2 separate regions of the Oryctolagus cuniculus genome follow, and region 1 is linked to region 2. The links are chromatin contacts, called in public Hi-C maps. All regions are on one chromosome and are shown on one strand. Each heading gives the region's core, a stretch centred on a gene start, on an enhancer-like site or on the middle of the called end of the contact. The rest is flanking DNA. Distances are from core to core; before and after follow the strand shown. Region 1 overlaps EBF1 (EBF transcription factor 1). Region 2 overlaps EBF1 (EBF transcription factor 1).

Region 1 (3,375 bases), core at 46-2,545, 180 kb after region 2:
AAGGGTTAATATTCATCTGGATTTTACAGAGATTAGTATGTATCTTTTTCATCTGTCACTTATCTAGATATACTCACATAATATCCATGTGGTTAGAGAAAACTCCATCACCTTGATAGAGTCAATTTTATCATAAATCACTTTCTTAATTATGATCTAAACTTTTCAGGTTCCTTTACACAAGAACTTTAAATTTATGACCCTTTGGGGATGAATAGGTGCATTTTTACTCAATTACAACAAAAAGAAACTTAGGACCTCAGAATCTTAGAGGAAGAAATAAAACTTAGCTAGTGGTCCAATTGCTTTGTTTGGGGAATGAGGAAAACTTAAAGCTAAAAGAAGTTCCATGATATATTCAATATCATGTATGACTAGTTGAAATGCCAGGGCCAATAGTAATATAAGATAGGATGTAATTATACTAGCAAGGATAAAAATCAGCAACAGCTTCAAGTACTTATGGTGAGCTTGCAATCAGGCAGGCATCCTACTTTGTAGGCACTGTCTCTTTTAGTCTCCCAGTGTCTCTAATAATGTAGTTGTTATTATTGCCCCATTAATAAGGAGGAAACTGGAGCTTAAGGAAGTCAGTATGTCTCCTACCTTTAATCCCAGATTGCTTCCTGTCTACTGTCTACTGTCCTCTACAGAAAGCTCCATAAGAGTTCTTTGTGGCTTGTCTATTAGACACTTTTGTGACATAGAGCCACTGTCTTTTACTGAAGACCTCCTAGGTAAGATACACAGATGTTTTCCATCTTACTTTCCCTGCTGCCTTGTAGGACCTCTGATCTGAGGGCAAAGAAAAAAAGGAAAGCTCTTGCAACTATACCCTCCAAGCTTCAGGAAAAGCTGTATCTTTCCATAAGATGTTTGGCATTGCCCTATTGTTCAGTTTAAGACGCTCTGGTCCACTGTTCCACCAGCCAAGCCCCTCATGTTGGATATGGAAATCACAAAAAAAAAAACAAAAAGCTTTAAAATCTATAAATCTCAAGGCAACCAAAGGATATGCCACCTACCATGGCAGGTGAATGGCATACTAGTGTTGCTTTGATAGCCCCCTTTTGATTTTATTGGTACAAAAGAAATTAAAAATATCATGATTCTCCTTCTGCCTCTGCTCTTGCCCAGTGCTGGATTTTCCTAACAGCGGGATACCCATGCAGGTCTTTTTACTGTACTACCCTGGTATAAGCAAAATTATCCTGTTTACTGTTTGCTTTTAGATGCTCACTCCAAATTATGCATGGCTTTAGACCACAGAGTCAGAGAAACAGCTTGCTATACTGTAAAAGTGTAAGGGAGTAAGTAAAGGAATTGGCTTTTGGCACTCATTTCCTTAAAGCCTCTACCTCCACCAGCTCCCTTCCCACTGCACCCAGATTTGCTTCAGTCTCCATCTACAGTTCCAAGCCCAAGCTTGTGAAGGTATTTAGAAAAGGCGACCAGGGTAACTGGATAAAAACCACTCTTAGCACCATGACTTCTTTTCTTCGTGTATACACTAGGGAGCCAGAGTGTCATGTATTATTTACATGCACCTGAAGGGGTTAATCTTTTCTTTTCCTTATTTTGACAACCATGTTTATCTTTTGAAAAGGCTAGCAGGGGCTCAGTGTGGCACTGGAGTGCTAACTGCTAACACATGGGCTGTGCTACATCTCAGCAAAAATTTCTCTCATACTTGTACAGGCAACCCAGCCAAGATCAACACCGTGCGTATGATTTTCTTCATCATGAATTGACAGCTTATTTATCTCCATGGAAGAACTTTCTGAGACCCATAGGCACCCAGGCAACTTAGGCAGCATTCAGCTGACTGTTCAAAAATATTATTGCTTCATAAAAAGTAGAGACTAAATTATTTCATTCCTATTAGACTGTTTTCCCTTTAATGAGACTTTTTGGCAACGCTGAGTTTTGACACTAATTTATGATGAAATACTACAAACACACAGACACATACACACAAGCCCTTTCCAATTGGCATTGTATTTTGAAACCCTCTTTAGACCCAGTGGTTTGTGGGCAGTACTAAGTTTTGTGACGATGCACATTTTCCATGGCTTCTCTTTCCAACAATGTTCAGGAAGCCTCATTAGAATAATTAGGAAAGAAGTCGTTTCCGTGTACCATATCTTGCAATGGAAGTAATGGCTTCCGGTGCCTGTAAAACCAGCAAGAAATAGAACACAAATGCCAGCTCCCAACTGACAATGGAAAAGAATATAACCTCATGTTGCTGCCACACGGAGCACAGATCAAGTGTGATTCTGTCAGGTTCTCTCATCCATATCTTGGACTGCTCATGGGAAAGCTTAAATCAATTTGCAAGCAGAAGACAACCCAGAAAATAATAACAAACTGAATATGCAAATACAGAATCCAAAAGTATTTTCACTAACAATAAATCACCTACAATTATTTAGCTAACTGCAATGAGACTAGTGACCTACTTTTGGGTGGTGAAAGATGCATAAAACTATCAGGACAGGGGGCGAGGCAAGGGGAGGGGAACATGGAGAGAGGAGAGGAGAGGAGAGGGGAGGAGAGGGGAGGAGGGGAGAGGGGAGGAGAGGGGAGGAGGGGAGGGGAAGGGAGGGGAAGAGAGGGGAGGGGAGGGGAGGAGAGGAGAGGAAAGGAGAGGGGAGGGGAGGGGAAGGGATGGGAAGAGAGGGGAGGGGAGGGGAGGAGAGGAGAGGAGAGGGGAGAGGAGGAGAGGAGAGGAGAGGAGAGGAGAGGAGAGGAGAGGAGAGGAGAGGAGAGGAGAGGAGAGGAGAGGAGAGGAGAGGAGAGGGGCATGAGAAATTGGTCTGGGGATGAGGGAGGTTTTTTCGCCATATTGGAGTGACTTCTAACTATAGACACTCAAAAGTAAAGCCAGCCCCCATTTCTCTGAGAGAATATCTCCAATTTGGGTACTACTTTCTGGTACTATAACTTCTACATAACATTAATAGAAAATAGTTTTTGAATAAATGTTTTATGTCATTTAATTCATTATTTCATTGAATCCCCACAACCAGATAATGTAGGTGTCTATATTACTTATGCCTTCACTTTTCAGTGAGGAAACTGGAGCCCAGACAAGTTAAGCAATTCACCCTAGATCACACATTTTTATTTTTACCAGGCTAAATTTCTTCACTGATTCCCAAAGTCCAGCAAATAAAGTAGATTCTCCTGTCTCCAAATATCAAACTAAATCTCCCAATCTTTTTCTGTCCAGTCTATCTCCCACTATTCACTCTTCCCTGATTCCTACAGTCCACTCTGCCTTATTATAATCAGATACGTCTCCTCCGCTGGTTCAAGTCCGCGCTGCTCCACTTCCAATCCAGCTCTCTGCTATGGCCTGGGAAAGCAGTA
Region 2 (3,286 bases), core at 661-3,160:
AGGAAGGATATCAGGTTTAAATATGCAGTTTGAATGATCTGTCTAGAGGCACTGGATTTTTTGAGTAGAAGGGAAAAATGTGATCACTGACATCGCTTTTTCACTTTCCAGGCTGCATTTATATACACAGTCACTTAAGACAACAATATAAAAGAGATAAATAAACAGGCTTGCACTGCTAAGGGATGGCAGATGAAGTTAGATACTGCGAATGCACGGTCTGAGCTAACTACCATTTGATATGCTTTAAGGCGCAAAAGCCGACCCTTAGTTTTCTAAAAAATCTAACTGGCATTCCTATTCTGTCCCATACAAGCTTTTTTTTTCTTTTTTCAAACTTTTTTGTAAATATCACCAGTTCATTCTCCCTTTACACAGCTTTAAAAACATCATAAATTAAAACATGGAGTCTTATTTATAGTGTCCCTTGTATATAGCTTTACGGTTTATAAAAGACAAATGATTGCAGAGTTAAGCTTTAAAAAAAAAAAAAAAAGAAAAAGTGGATTTGCTTTTATCAGTACAGAATAAATATATCCCCCAAACACTCGGGAGGTACAACTTTAACCAACACCCTGCACTGGCAGATTCCTTCCAATTTCAGTATTTGCAAGGTCGGTGATTTTTGTTTGTTTAAAAATCTGCAGTTATTGTGATTCCTCTTAAAAAGGCCTGAGTTAAAAGTTCCACTCTGGGACTTGTATCAGATTACTCTCTGTAGCAGAATCCAACCTCTTCATTAATAAAATTCTTCAAGGCAATCCTTTCACATGGGAGGAACAATCATGCCAGATATCGCTATGGAAAGAGAAGACAGAAGTCAATGGCTTAGCATTCAAACTTCTCACTGAGGGGAAAAAAAAATAAAAAGCATGCATACACATCTACATTGATTGAATATTACCCACACACGTGCTCTCATCATCTCTGGAGTAAGTTTTTGTTATAATACATATATGTACTGTATTAAATATTATAGTATATCAGCATGCGTATGTATCTCCATCAGAACAGAATAGCCTAAGCATCACTCCAAATCTGATTGCAATTTAAAAACATGACTGGAAAGTTAAATAGTTTGAATACCATTGGGAAAGTTACAGCCCCAAACCTTGCAAAACAGTGAAAATTTTCAATCTGTCCCTCTTACCCACATCACCTCCCGGCCCTGACTTCACATCCAGAATATAAATTGGTCCATCCCATTTGCCAGTAATTTTCTAAAAGCAACAATAACACCACCACCACCACCACCTACGACTTTGCTGTGCACAAAAATGGAGCCACAGGGCAGCCTTCTGAATGCCTTCGCATCAGCCCTCAGGCTGCAGGAAACACAGCCGCTACTACGGCAGGCCTGCTCACTGGGAATGTGGAGTTGGGGGAAAGCTCAGAGCGGGAGGGGGAGACAAGTTGGCATGAAGCTGCGGAAGGTCTTCACCGCTGCTTTGCTCCTGGTTTCTGGAATGTTCTGACTATGCTTCCTAGAAAATTGTAGCCTAGGAAAACTAGAGTGAGATCCTGGGAAACAGGACGGCTCTTTGAAGGGTTCAGACTTAGGCCGCTAAACCTACTGGTATATGGAGAGAAGAGAGTCAGATAGGTCAGCCTTCCCACCTCTGGTTTTCCCTGGGCCATAGCCACTCGGATCCTTAAACTTCAATCTCCTTGGCTAGATAATGCAGTTATTCACTTGGTTTAAGGTTGTTGGAAATTTAAATAAAATAACAAATATGTGAAGTCCTTTGCTTAGGTTCCTGGTAGGAGTTAGCTGCATATCACTTGTGCTGTTAAACTAGCTGTGTGACCTTGTGTTAAGTGTTTAACTTCTCTGGGCCTCTCTTTTCTCTTATACCCAACAGGCACATTTCACACAAGGCTGTGGGGAAGTCTGGGATATCGATAAGACTGTGAAGGTGGAGCAAGCGGCAACTCTGAACTACATCAAGGGGAGAGAGATTCTTACATTACAATCGGGAAGCAGCCATATTGGACTCACCAGAATGGCCCAGCGTCCTGTCAAGCAGGGAAAACTTCCTGCCTTCTTGTTACTGGCAGTCCTAAACTTCAATTAATGTTCTTGTCAGTGATGACTGTGTTTAGGAAGTGGCCCTCTTCATTTACTAACGATCCTGTCTAGAGGAATGGGTCTGTTTAAGTGAACCCCACTACTACAAATCCTGCAGGGGACACAGGGAGGCCAGGAGGTGGGGGCTCTGCACCCTGAGGCCACCACACGCCCTGACGTTTTAGATTCAATTAGAACAAACACCAAAAAGTATTTTGCCAAACACTTTTTCCGTTAATTTTTAAACCCATCTGTATTCACAAGGAAATTCAATCCACATGTTTCTGATTCATTTACACGTAAATCATCCAAATGTTGTTTTGCAAGAGCCCCTTTGCAGGCCAAAAGCTCCTGGAGTCCTTTTTGTAAGCCCTCATAAGCCTTTTTTTCTTAGAAACAGGAAGTTGTCTTTTGCCAAATGCAGACCAACTTAAACCCCCTGAAAGATTTGAGATCAGAACAAAATGCAGTCCCCCCAAGAATCAAATGAACCCTAGATCTGACTAAAGCCAGGAGCTCTGTATTTTAATCCAAGTCTGAACTTGAGCATTGAAGACGTGGTGACGCAAAAGGCAAGGGGGGAGGGGAGGGGTCTTTGCAGTGTGACTGCTCAGCAGGGCCCTGCCTCTTCAAGGACATTTTTATTCCGGCTGGAATGGGGTCCAGGTACCCTTACTAAAGATTGCGGCAGTTTTAAGCCCATGGCCAAAGAGGCAAGTCTACTTGTGACTTCTACAAGAAAATTCAAGAAAAGTCCCTCACAGTATAGCCAGATAAGCTTAGGCAATGTCAGTATGACTCACAGTAAAGCAGAGAGCTGACACTGCTAATATGGTCAATAGGTCCGGCCAGTATTTATAGCTGGGCCCTAAAAACATCCCATTGGGTGGCTAGATTTTTTGTTTAGGTACCCAAACACTGCTAAGATCTTATAAGGAATGTGCTAGATCTGTCAGATGAAACCGCCACTTAGGACCATATTTAAAGTTCTGAAACAAAGCTATTTTAGGTGGCAGTCGGTAGCTAAGAGCACTTCTTAACCCAGACTCTAGGGGTTCCAACTGCAGCACCCCAGGGGCCCTGGCTGGGAAGGGAGTGAGCAAAGCCTCCGAGTGGGGATGGAGGTGATGTAGCCAGTACCATCTTCTTCAGAGTGCACAGCAGTCAGGCCCACCAAATGTCGCCACACAGGAATGACAGTGTACAGCCTCCAGGACT

What was found. Hi-C and Micro-C count contacts between places; a contact is called where the count stands out from the background.
Region 1: a Hi-C map of an unstated tissue shows a contact between it and region 2, with 2.1 times the contacts expected there. The contact joins two enhancer-like sites. A contact is called at or near these places in 2 of 6 Hi-C or Micro-C datasets (skin fibroblasts and an unstated tissue).

The regions. Positions count from the first base shown.
Region 1 is chr6:45,785,411-45,788,785 of mOryCun1.1, forward strand. The region is part of intron 6 of EBF1 (EBF transcription factor 1); the gene reads right to left. Among named protein-coding and RNA genes, the nearest start is that of EBF1, 230 kb to the right of the region's middle. Within about 2 kb of position 1,296, at least 1 of the 8 cell types and tissues checked has an H3K27ac peak or open chromatin away from gene starts, as enhancers often do.
Region 2 is chr6:45,603,986-45,607,271 of mOryCun1.1, forward strand. EBF1 (EBF transcription factor 1) reads right to left here. Exons shown (of 16, transcript XM_008255335.4): 16 at 1-798. The coding sequence ends at 767. Among named protein-coding and RNA genes, the nearest start is that of EBF1, 410 kb to the right of the region's middle. Within about 2 kb of position 1,911, at least 2 of the 8 cell types and tissues checked have an H3K27ac peak or open chromatin away from gene starts, as enhancers often do.